Regions from separate parts of the Mus musculus genome. Here all the other regions are linked to region 2. The links are chromatin contacts, called in public HiChIP or PLAC-seq and promoter capture Hi-C maps. All regions are on one chromosome and are shown on one strand. The core of a region is the stretch at or near the end of the contact, and the rest is flanking DNA. Distances in the headings are between cores, read along the strand shown.

Region 1 (3,768 bases), core at 515-3,014, 120 kb before region 2:
TTAGCAGTGACTTTTGTAGTAGCGTTAACTCATTAACACTGGCCTTTACGTTTAAAAGCTATGTTGAGTTTATAATGAAATCTAAAGATAAGAAAATGAAGCTAACAAAATACAGATGGGGCTGTTACCAGGCTCCGTGCATGTGAACAAGTGAGGCGACAAAGCTCCAGTCAGTGCGTTTAAGAAGCACGGGGCGCCGCCACATGGCAGCAGCAATGGCATACCTAATCTGTAGCAGATGAAGAGAATTTGGCAAACTCACATTGTACAAGACACAAAGCTTTAAAGGAAAGAAATGTTTAAAATCTGCATTAACTATTCTGTTTCAAATCATTACAAAGTGGAACTCAACCTTAAATTTAAGATTCTGCAACAATGTAAAATTAAAGAGGTCTTATGATCTTTAGGGTGCCAGAAAAATCAAATTACAGCACTGGGAAATATTCTCCTAGCAACAGAACATGTTGTTTCTTTTCACCGTGAGTTTAATTTTTTTTAATATTTCCCAGTATTAATAATGTCCATTACTCTTAATAACTAATTCCTTCAGACAAGAATTTCTCCTTGAGGTCTCAAAGGTGAACAGATAATGAAAACACACCCTAGAATCTGATGTGCACACTCACTTCCCAAGGAGGGGCTTCTAGATCATCCAGATTCTCAGGGCATCCTTAACCTTTAAAAAAAATGATCAGCTTAAAGGCTAGCATTGATTTTTATAATCTTTAAATAATTGCACCAGTGACACACAACACAAAGCAAATAATGGATGAATTTGAATTTTCAAAAATATTTTTGATTTTTTTTACTACTGCTTGAAGCCCTCACCACTGTAGGAAAAATCCAGTTAAACTGGTCAAATCTCAATGCAAGAAAACTAGTCTTCCATTTATTAAAGCATGTTAAAGCCAAAAACGAACTAAACAAGGCTATATAATTATAACAAGACACATGTCTTGACCTTATCTTATTACAAATGAAAAGAAAAGTCACCTATTTGAGAGTCGGACCCTTTCCAGCCCAGCTCTTAGACATGGAGAAACAGCGGTGAGGAAAGTTCACAGGAATTCTGTGTAAGAGCTTGGCAAGAGGATGTGAGCGAGGAAATACCCACCTCCAGCCCAGGCCAGCACACATCACTCTCACTGTAAGAGCAGGGACTGGCAACAGCTGTGTGAGGCTGAGCCTGGGGAGGGACACAAGAGCCCTCGTGGTACATGGGAAGTAGTCAAATGCTAGGAGAGAAATGGAGGCTCTACTACACAGAACACAAGCACAGTAGCAGGAGAGGAAGGGCTGCAAGAGCATTTCCACAAAGGGGAAACACGGCATTTAACATTCTCACCCAGGTATGACTGAAATACAGTGGGCCTAGCGCATGCGTCTGAAAAGGCTCATGCAAACAACTCAGGAAAACCAGTGGGTCACACCCAGGCACACACAGAAAGAGGAGAGAGGGATGCTGGGAAGAAAGGGCTCAGCAGGAATGGGGAAAGAACAAGAGAATACTGGAGGAGGAAGGACCGCCGTACACCAGAAACTGTGACACTGTCAGGCAGTAAAAATAAACACTGAAAACAAACATCCAGCAATCTCAGTCAGTGCTCCTTAATAACTAAGGAATGCAGGGGACTGTTTGTTGGGTTTTAAAACAGGGTCTTGCTCTGTAGCCCTGGCTGCCCTGTCACTCACTACATAGACAGCACAGGTCTCTAACTCACAAAATTTCCATGCCTCAGTCTCCTGCGAGCTAGGATTACAGACATGCACCATTGCGTCTGGCTAGAGTCCTGCTGGACGCTGACTGTCTTGGGCTGCTCTACTCTCACACACAGTAGTCTAGAGTAAATCAATTCAGGATTAGTGTATTCTTCTCGAGAGCACGAGGCTCTCTCCAGGATGGTAGAACTGTTCTGTACTTAAGGGCCTTCAGCTTATAGGGGCAGACACCTGTCAAATTCTACAAGTAGCATGCTTAAAACTTGTTTTTAAAGGCAGGTTTCCACTATGTTGCCTAGGTTACCTTGAATTTCTCAGGCAACAGATATCCCACGCTTTCAGTTTCCCAATGGCTGCAATGCTACTCCACATCACCACCCCCAGCTTGCTATGCTAAGCCTGGCACAGTACACTTCAGTGCATGCTGAGCTCTAAACACACTACACTGTAAAGAACTTGGGGATGGAAACCACGCAGGTCTGCAACTCAGTGAAGATAAAGTAAGAAAGGAAGACAGACTGATGAATGAGCAGGTGAGGTGGGATACAGCACAAACTTGTCAATCGTAGAGACTCTAGGTACCAGGTACAGGGTTAGAAAGAGTTAGGTCTATATCTGTATTTGTAGATATTTAAACTCAGTACTCTATAAACATGGCTTTTATTTTAAAGATATGGTGGTACTCCAAGCAGGCAAGCAAAGGTATATATGTGTATGAATATATTGATTTTTATAAGCAAACTGTTTATATGACTATGTACCTATTTCTGCTTGTTTCATCAGTAACGTTTCAAAGACAAGATTCTGTTTGTTTCTGTTATTTCTTTAATAGGGACTGGGGGAGGAGGAGCCTAAAACCTACCCAAGAATGACCCTGAATTTCCTGTCCTTTGTTTCTACCTTCCAAGTACTGGGATTACAGTACTGGCACACCCACTTACTCGACGCTGGCTGAAGATGGAGGAGGATGGCTGAGGATGGCTGAGGCTCTGTATGTACTAGGTCAGCAGTTAGCAACTGAGCTACATCTGGTACCACAAGGACAGCTCCACTGAGGCTGATCTGTGTCGGTCAAGCAGGAAGGGCTAAGAAATCTCTATAAACCTCCTAGCAAGTCAGATTTGTATTAAATGTTAAAATAAACCCATGGGAAAGATCTTCTACATCACTAAAACAATAAGTTCTGTGTTAGTAAGAGCAGAATGGATCTTGTTTAGAGCCAATCAGAGGACAGTAGTACAGACTTTCCTACCTACCGTGTACAAAACTAAAACCATTCCAATAAAAGGCCTTCATTTTCTTCTACTTTTGTTTTGCCTAAATGCCAATCAACTTCTTGTGTTTTACTGAATAGAAAATGGACAATGATTAACATCCCTTAAATTTAAAGTTATAGTAAGACTTATACATGGGCTCTTATGAAGAAATTGGGATGAGGGTAAGAAACAAATTAACTAAAGTCATTGTCAAAGCAAAGAACCTTCTAACAAAAGTAGAGACAAGCTCTCAATCTTGAAAACTTCATCAATGGCTTCTGATATGTCCCCAACTGAAGAATTAGCTAATATCCAAATAGAATACTACGAACTGCAAGTCACTCCGAGTTCCTCACTCTAAGCCTTGTGAGATTAACAAATGACTGACAGACAACTGCATAATGCTGCCTTCCTCTGTAGGAAGAACAGCTGCTTTATTTTTTGTTTTTATTTTTTGTTTTATTTTTACAATTTTAGCTCATTACTGTGCACTGACCCCACTTTGAGGTCAGCTGTCCCTTCATACAGTCAGGAATGGATCAGCAGCAGCTAAGGAACGCCTGCATTCTTATGCTAATTCTTCTGTTGTTGCTTTGGGTTTTTGTTTTGTTTTGGGCTTGTTTGTTTGTTTCTTTCATTTGTTCCTCCTAGTAGCTCTGGCGGTCCTGGAACACACTGCGATCCATGTGCCTCGGCCTCCCAAGCACTAGGATTAAAGGTGTGCATCACCACTCCCCAGATCCTGATAGCATTTTATAAAACGTATACTATTAACAGCATAATAATGGCTGGC
Region 2 (3,899 bases), core at 1,382-3,881:
TAATAACCTTTAATGTTTTAGTGTTAGAAGAATTTATAAAATGGATCCAGATTTTTTGAAAACAATCAAAACAAAATCTTATTATAAACTTAATTTTTTCCTTTTTTAAAAATAAAATTGATCACAGAATAAACACTATAAACACCCATTCCTGTGTTTTTATTACCATCCCTGTCATCCCTCTCTAACATCATTGATTTTGACAGCTACTTTATTTTTTTAAGTATGCTCAGCCTTAACCTAAGAAGCCAAGTGCAGATCAGGAACCCTTGGGAAAGCACTGTATCTGTCCCCGTGCAGGCAGAGTTTCCTGCTTCCGTCTGGCCTAGATGACGACGCATGAGAGCCGCTTTGGGGTTAGCATGTGCATTGTGTTAGGTATTATAAGCAGTACAAAGACGATTTAAAATAGGAGGAGGCTATGCGAAGGCTATTTGCAGAGCGCACTGCATTCTGTATTTGTGAATTTTGTTCCTGCGGTGCTGGTCATGGTGGCCTCAGCAGCATTCCCTACAGATGCTGAAGCTGTACTGTATATAATTATGAGTAACAATTAAAAAGTACTGCTAAAGCCTCTTTACTCTTGTTCTTCACGCTCAGCCAGGTGTGGCAGCGCACGCCTTTAATCCCAGCACTCAGGAGGCAGAGGCAGGCGGCGGATCTCTGAGTTCGAGGCCAGCCTGGTCTACAAAGTGTGTTCCAGGACAACCAGAGAAACCCTGTCTCGAAAAAACAAAAACAAAACAAAACAAAAAAAAAAGATAGCATTTTATAGTAATGGATGCTTTGGAATGTGGTATTTTAACTTCTTTGTGCCATAAAAATTGAGCCATTGAAATTGCGATGAAATTTAAAAAAAAAAAAAAAAAAGGAGTAAGCGACTAGCCGTAATGTTCATGCCACTGAGAACAAGGTAGGCTTGGGATGGGACCTTCTCCTCTGCACCTTTTCTGTAGGCTGGAGATGAAACCCAGCTCATGGTGCATGCTGGACAAGCACTCCACCTCAGCCAGCCTCCTCCTCAGCTCCTGGGTACTTAGAGACCAGATCTTATTAAGTTGCGGAGGCTGGTCTCTGCCTTGTGAGCAGGAGTCGGCCCAGGCCCAGTATAGCTGGGACTCTGGGTGTGCTCTTATAAACAAGGAGATGTGACTGGAGCTGTGAGGCTTTGGTCTGCTCACTGGCTTCTAAGCTGCTTTTCAATAATGCTCACTGATTATGTTCTTGTCGTACCACAGATAACGTTTAGAAAGCGGGGTTTTTTTTTTTTTTTTTGGCTTTTTTGTTTCTTAATTCTTACAAAAGGACAAACCTAAAGATTGTACAGGCATCAGCAATGGAAGCTTTCTGACTGGCATCAGATGTGCTAGCAAGGACTTCTGTAGTACTGGTTCTTAAAACCTCATTTATATACCTGTAAGCTGACTCTGATTGTTTTGTTTTGTTTTCCCACCTTAGTAGCTTGTTGAGACCCTCGCCACCTTTGCGCGGTCTGGAGGGGCTTGCCACCTCTCAGTTTTGTTACCTCGTAAGCTGAGACTCAGTGAGCATCCTTTCCTGTCTCTGTCCGGCTTCTGAGAAGCAGTACAAGTCGATTATGATTGACTTACTATTTATAAACCGAGACGTCAGAAATAGAGCAGAATAAAGGGTGGTCTGAGAAAGTTATTTTTCTGTTTATAATGCATTTTTTGGGTTAGTTTTCTTAATTTTTTTTTACTTTATTAGAATCTAATTTATAACATTTTAAAAAATGAGATTTTAAAAATGTTTTCCCCAATTTCTCAACTAATAGGAGTGGAATTTTTGAATGCTGTAATAGGTATATAGCAGAGATTTACACACTTGATTTGGGTAGATTTTACTTTCTTAGGCAGGGTGGCTGTATATATTTCTTACAATACACAGGGTATTTGACCTTTATGTGCAAATATCTGTAAATAGTGATATGATCACATTAAAGTATGAGACATTTTAGAGGTAAGATGAAAGGATTAATGTATACATCAAAACTGGAGAGTAAAAACCTAGCTTGGAATTCATAATACATTACTCTATGATTATTTTTTAAATGAGTATCCCATTAGCACAAATATATGCAGTATCATAGCTAGTAACATTTTAAGGTACCAAAATTTACTACTTTAAATCAGTGTTTTGGATTGAAGCCACAAGTTTCTTACCATACGGAGAGTGGTGGTTTTCAGCCATACAAGTTCTTAAATACAGTCAGCCAGCCAACCAACCAAAATCAATTGGTGGGCAATTTAAGTATTTGAAGAAGTCAGTCAAAAGTGATGGAATGCATAAAGTCTTGCTAATGATTTAAAGTTTTTCAGTGCTTGCAGAGTTTGAAGGGCTTTGTTCATTTTGAAGGTGTCCTTGGTTTGCATGTTGGCTAGGGCTCTGGCGGGTGGGTGGGTACCTGAGCTCTGGCTCACTCAGTGTGGGTTTGTCTGCATTTGAATCCATTTGATTGTTATGTTTGCTCTCACTGCGTTCCTTCTCCTGCATTTCTGATCATCTTCTGAACCTACATCTTTGCTACTTTCCTCCACAGCACCTTACCCACAGGGGCCGGGGATCTACCTGTGTCCCAGCTCCACCCCCCTCTCTTGTGGTTCCTTTCACCTTAAGTCCCGCCTCCTCTCGGAATCTAGCCTTACCCCTCATCACTCTAGCCTTGTCAGCCCCGTTCTGAGGAAAAGTGTTTCTTTCAGTGAAGAGCTGTTCCTGGCTGCTTCTGGTAGGATCACATTATGTCAGCTTTTTTTTAAATAATCCCTTTGTTTTAAATCATCTCTGAAAACATGTTATTTTATGCCATAGAGAATGACTGTGTGCTTTATGTGTGTGAGTGATTTCACTGACAGTTAATCAGAACCACACATATGTCACTGACGCTTACTTGATGGCTATTATCAGTAGTCACTGAGTTTTCTGTTTAACAAAGATTATGTGTCAGGATGTGGCTGTGGATGTTTGCTGTCACTCTCAGGACCGAGGTCTCACTCAGTGTCCTTGTAGATGCTCTGTTCCCCTCTCTCCATACCTGCTCCATCCACATCCGACCTGTGCCATCCTGTTGCTAAACCAGAAGGCTACATGAGAAAATTATTCTGTTTGAACCAGTTTAAGTCTCATTTTGGTGCTATTCTTTTATTATACACTTGTTTTCTTTCCATTCCATTAATCAAGTTATTCTGCTATGTTTTCTGGTACTTTATTTATCACTGCAAACTTACCTTTTATTTTGTGATTTTAAATATGCTTCATATAAAGATCTTAGTTTTGTTTCCAGTTAGCATTGTGTAGTCTCTAAAAACCTTAAGATTACTGTAAGAAAAACTTTTGTTTTCAGAGATCAGAATGGGACTACACACATGCTAACCCTTGTTTCCTTATCCAAGAACAGCTAAAAATGTAAACATGGATTAACTCCTCCCTAAGGCACTGCAGTGAACTTGACCGGATGCATCTTTAGCTTTGAGAGCCAGTGTGAGCCATCCCATCTCCATAGATCGTGGGCCATACTTGTCCTTGTGTTACTATCAAAACAATGACGACAACAAATGCTAGGGAAAATGTAATATTAGCCTTAAAATACATCTAAGGGTGAGGAAATAGAATTCTTTCATCCATGACTATGTACATTTGTGATGTGCTTACACATGTGTGTTGATTTTTGTTAATGAGCACATCCCATGTTCAGAGGAGAGCATGAGCAGAGAATAAGCTTCATTCTGAAGGCTGATTGGCCCGTTAGCTTCCTGTAGTTTTGACCTGAGCAGTTAGTGTGTTTCTTCCCATATTTTACCAGATATTTTGATGTGTTTAAGTTGTTAGCATAGTCAGTTATTCTTTTGGTTATTTTATTAAAATTATCAACTTATAAATAT
Region 3 (3,516 bases), core at 841-3,340, 100 kb after region 2:
AATGTCTTGCTGGCACGGAAGCTAGTGTTTTAGGTGGTCTGGGACTACCATGTTATCCAGGGAGAATTTAATGGCCACTTATCCTTGAATGAGTCAGTAGATTTGTATGTAGGAAGGGAGGAAAAACATATTTAAGACTGTGGCTACTATATGCTGACAGACATGACACCATGAAGACCTGGAAAGGTGAGGAAAATAACATTGTAGCCATTGTTAATGCTCCTGAGAACCAGAGGGTAACATCAGATAAAGGTTGCCCAGGGGTTGGGAAAGAAGGGGCCAGAGTGTTTACATTGTAGCGCAGTACTACAGTGTGTTACATTGTAATGCAGTACTAAATGGGAAAGGTTTTCATGGGTCCTCATGATCCCTGTATGATCTTTTGCTTGTAGGTTTATTTCGTTTACTGTAAATTCAGCTATATGGAGACCTGGAGGAAGAGAAATTGGGATCATTTGTGCTTTGTTTAAGTTATAGGGAGGAAAAGTGATTGATGATGTGTCTACAGCCCTCAAAGATGGCAAATGTCCCCATCTTGCCTTCCTAGAACAGAGGAAGTTTGGGGTGAGAGGGATCTTCATTTTATTTTAACATTTATTATATTTTAAAATTATGTGCCTGTAATGGTGTGGAGGTTTGTATATGTATGTGCAGGTGCCTTCAGAAGACCTCCCCTCCCCCTCCCCAGTCAGATATGTAATTGTGAGCTGCCTGCCCGCAGTGAGTGCTAGGAACTGAATACAGGTCCTCTAAAAGAGCAGCAAGCTTCTAACAGCGGCAAGAGCAGTCTTTTTTTTTTTTTTTTTTTTTTGGTTTTTCGAGACAGGGTTTCTCTGTGTAGCCCTGGCTGTCCTGGAACTCACTTTGTAGACCAGGCTGGCCTCGAACTCAGAGATCCGCCTGCCTCTGCCTCCCAAGTGCTGGGATTAAAGGCGTGCGCCACCACGCCCGGCGGTAAGAGCAGTCTTTATTTGCTTCTATCAGCGGCAAGGGCAGTCTTTATTTTAACTAACGGTATTTGGTTCCACTGGGGAGCATTGAGCAGTCTTCCTAAGAAAAGCATTGCAATGCTGGTAGAGGTTGGTTGGCACCAAAGTCTCAAGTTTCACCTCTCCCTACTGAAGGTGCTAAAAAAGACTGCAGGGCACAAACTAGTCACTGTGGGCCGTCTGGAGTGCTGCTCTTGGCTGAACAAATGGAACTGTGGCCTGAGATTTCAGTCCTGTGACGACTAAGCTAGCTGGTTTTGGAGGCTGCAGACTTTCTTCTTTGTCCTTGCACAGGATGCTTAAGCAAATAGAAGAGACTGCCGCTAGGAGGTACCCGAGCCTTTTCCGACTTCTGCTAGGGCGAGCAGAAATGGCTTACTGTGAGTCTCTCCTCTAGGCGGGTCCAGGCGGGTTGCACGTTTCCAAGGTCGTGGTTGTGATAAGCTTGCCTTTGCAGCCTTTTAAGAATAAACAGCTTTTTAGTCTACAGAGGCGTTATCTCCTCCAAGGTCTGCGGGAGAACACCAGCCACAAGCATATGAGGATGCCCCTCTGTTCTCGGAAGGGTGGAGGCAAGGTGGTGGATCCCAGTGTGCATGCATCTCCCCTTGTGCCCAGTAGCAGCAGTGTGTGTGTGTGTGTGTGTGTGTGTGTGTGTGTGTGTATGTGTGTGTGTGTGTTCGCGCGCGCGGACGTGTATGTGCGTGCCTGAGCGTGTGAGCTCGCGCCCGCGCGTGCACGCAAGTGCGTGCATGGAATCGTAGCTCAGCACGGGCTGATCTGATTAAGGGAGCCGAGGAAGGAATAAATATTCGCCAGCCTCCTCACTGCTCAGTTATAACCAATCAATTGCAGAAAGGAGAGGGAGACAGCAGCCTGGGCACAAGGTGTGCGGGTCCCCAATCTGTGCATACTCCGGGATAGACATATGCGCGTGTGCATGCACGCACCAGAGGGGCTGCTGCTCTTATTGTCTGCCTCCCTCTGCAGAGAACAAGGGCAGCGGCGAGGGGCCTGCACCCTGGGCTAGCGTCGCGGCCCCAAGCAGGTCACGGGAGGCAATTTCGCGGGTGGGGGAGGGCGGGGGAGACCTTGATTTCCACCAATCCCGGGGCGCGTGTCTGCGGAGTCCAGGGCGCAGCAGAAGGCTGCGGCGCACCGCTGAATGAACTGATGAGAGAGAGTTCTAGGTTTGCCCGTGAGGGGCGCGGAGTGAGGGTCCTGGCGGGCGCGGCCGAGGCGCCGGGGGTGGGGTAGCGGTCCCGGGCCATCGTGGAAATTTCCAAGGACTTGGTGTGGCGCGGAGAGCGCATCTGGGGGGTGCCGGGCACCGCGGCGGCGCAGGAGGCGGGGAAAGGGCGGTGCAGGGCGCAGGAGCATCTCTTTCTGGAAGGGACACAACCCATCAGACGTCCGGGAGCCAGCCGCGCCTCTTCCAGGACCCCAGCCGAGGGCGACGGTGATGCTGCAGTAAGGGCGGGAGCCACCGGCCCCACTGCTCTTAGACTCCTTCATCGCCCGCTGCCTGCAGGGAAAGAGACTAAGGCTTGTGATTTGCCCGGAGGCCACTTCCTTTAGCAAGACATCCCAGTAAAAGTTGCATTGGCGAAGATCCTTGTAGCTGACCTCTGGGGCCGTGGCGTGGGGGTTCCCCAGCCGTGCGTTTGCGAGCTGGAAAGCCAAAGGTGTGTGTGCATGGGGGGCCGGCCACTGGAGCATCCTTCACTGCCACTTTGTCCAGCGTTGTGCTGAGGGTACACTGACCCTGGGACATCGAGGCTGCGATGAGCCCCTGCGGGCGGGCCCTACATACGTCCAGAGGGGCCATGGCCATGCTAGCTCGGAAATTCCCGCGTACCCGGCTACCCGTAGGAGCCAGTGCCCTCTGTGTGGTGGTCCTCTGTTGGCTCTACATCTTCCCTGTCTACCGGCTGCCCAACGAGAAGGAGATTGTGCAAGGGGTGCTGGCACAGCGGACGGCTTGGAGGACGAACCAGACGTCAGCCAGTCTCTTCAGGTACCTACTGCTGGCCGTTGCTCCCCTCCAGCATCCCTTCCTGCTAGTGTGCAGAAGACAGGGTCGCTTGTGAGGCTTCTCTGTCCTGTGCCCTCTGTGCCGTGCCCAACCTAGAGACTTAAGTCAGGGTCTCTGTCCCATCCCTCATCCCAAGAGACGTTTCAAGGTACCTTTGCAAAATCAAGGATTTTTTTGGTCTGTCCCTAGTCTGTGTTGTATTTGCAATTGACCCATCTCTGTGGGAAGGGAGACCCAGAACAACTTAGAGACTGTTACTTTCAGAGAATTTATTTTTTAGCCTCCGTAGATGTTTGGTGCTAAAGAGAAGTAAGCTAGAAGTAGGTTAAGAAGCGTTCCGGGGCAGTTTGTAACACAAATCAACCATGCAGGAGTGATGGGCAAACCTCCAGTCACGAAACCATGAAAACTAGCCAGGCCTTCGCCGTGGCTTTGCGCAGTGTGTCCATTGCGAGTCCGGAGCACGGAACCATGACCCACTAAGGATCGGAC

What was found. Promoter capture Hi-C pulls out the DNA fragments that hold promoters and counts their contacts. HiChIP or PLAC-seq counts read pairs in DNA pulled down with a chosen protein or histone mark.
Region 1: an H3K27ac HiChIP or PLAC-seq map of embryonic stem cells shows a contact between it and region 2, with 7 read pairs. The contact joins two enhancer-like sites. A contact is called at or near these places in 3 of 15 datasets of contacts at CTCF or cohesin (CD8 T cells, the NIH/3T3 cell line and large pre-B cells), 12 of 484 Hi-C or Micro-C datasets (the C10 cell line, CD4 T cells, the HPC-7 cell line and 6 more), 13 of 115 datasets of contacts at active chromatin or transcription factors (the 230-238 cell line, CD8 T cells, Th17 cells and 6 more) and 4 of 9 other capture datasets (adipose tissue, embryonic stem cells, liver and 1 more).
Region 3: a contact with region 2 is called in a promoter capture Hi-C map of embryonic stem cells, with 3 times the contacts expected there. The contact joins the promoter of St8sia1 here to the enhancer-like site in region 2. A contact is called at or near these places in 5 of 39 promoter capture datasets (the 3T3-L1 cell line, embryonic stem cells, liver and 1 more), 1 of 115 datasets of contacts at active chromatin or transcription factors (embryonic stem cells) and 3 of 9 other capture datasets (adipose tissue, liver and pancreatic islet).

What each region holds. Positions count from the first base shown.
Region 1 is chr6:143,189,322-143,193,089 of GRCm38.p6, reverse strand. The region is part of intron 4 of Etnk1 (ethanolamine kinase 1); the gene reads right to left. Among named protein-coding and RNA genes, the nearest start is that of Etnk1, 24 kb to the right of the region's middle. Within about 2 kb of position 1,764, at least 42 of the 459 cell types and tissues checked have an H3K27ac peak or open chromatin away from gene starts, as enhancers often do. A contact at or near this core is called in embryonic stem cells, where this site is marked.
Region 2 is chr6:143,067,408-143,071,306 of GRCm38.p6, reverse strand. The region is part of intron 8 of C2cd5 (C2 calcium-dependent domain containing 5); the gene reads left to right. Among named protein-coding and RNA genes, the nearest start is that of C2cd5, 31 kb to the left of the region's middle. Within about 2 kb of position 2,631, at least 39 of the 459 cell types and tissues checked have an H3K27ac peak or open chromatin away from gene starts, as enhancers often do. A contact at or near this core is called in embryonic stem cells, where this site is marked.
Region 3 is chr6:142,963,026-142,966,541 of GRCm38.p6, reverse strand. St8sia1 (ST8 alpha-N-acetyl-neuraminide alpha-2,8-sialyltransferase 1) reads left to right here and starts at 2,090. Exons shown (of 5, transcript NM_011374.2): 1 at 2,090-3,006. The coding sequence starts at 2,774.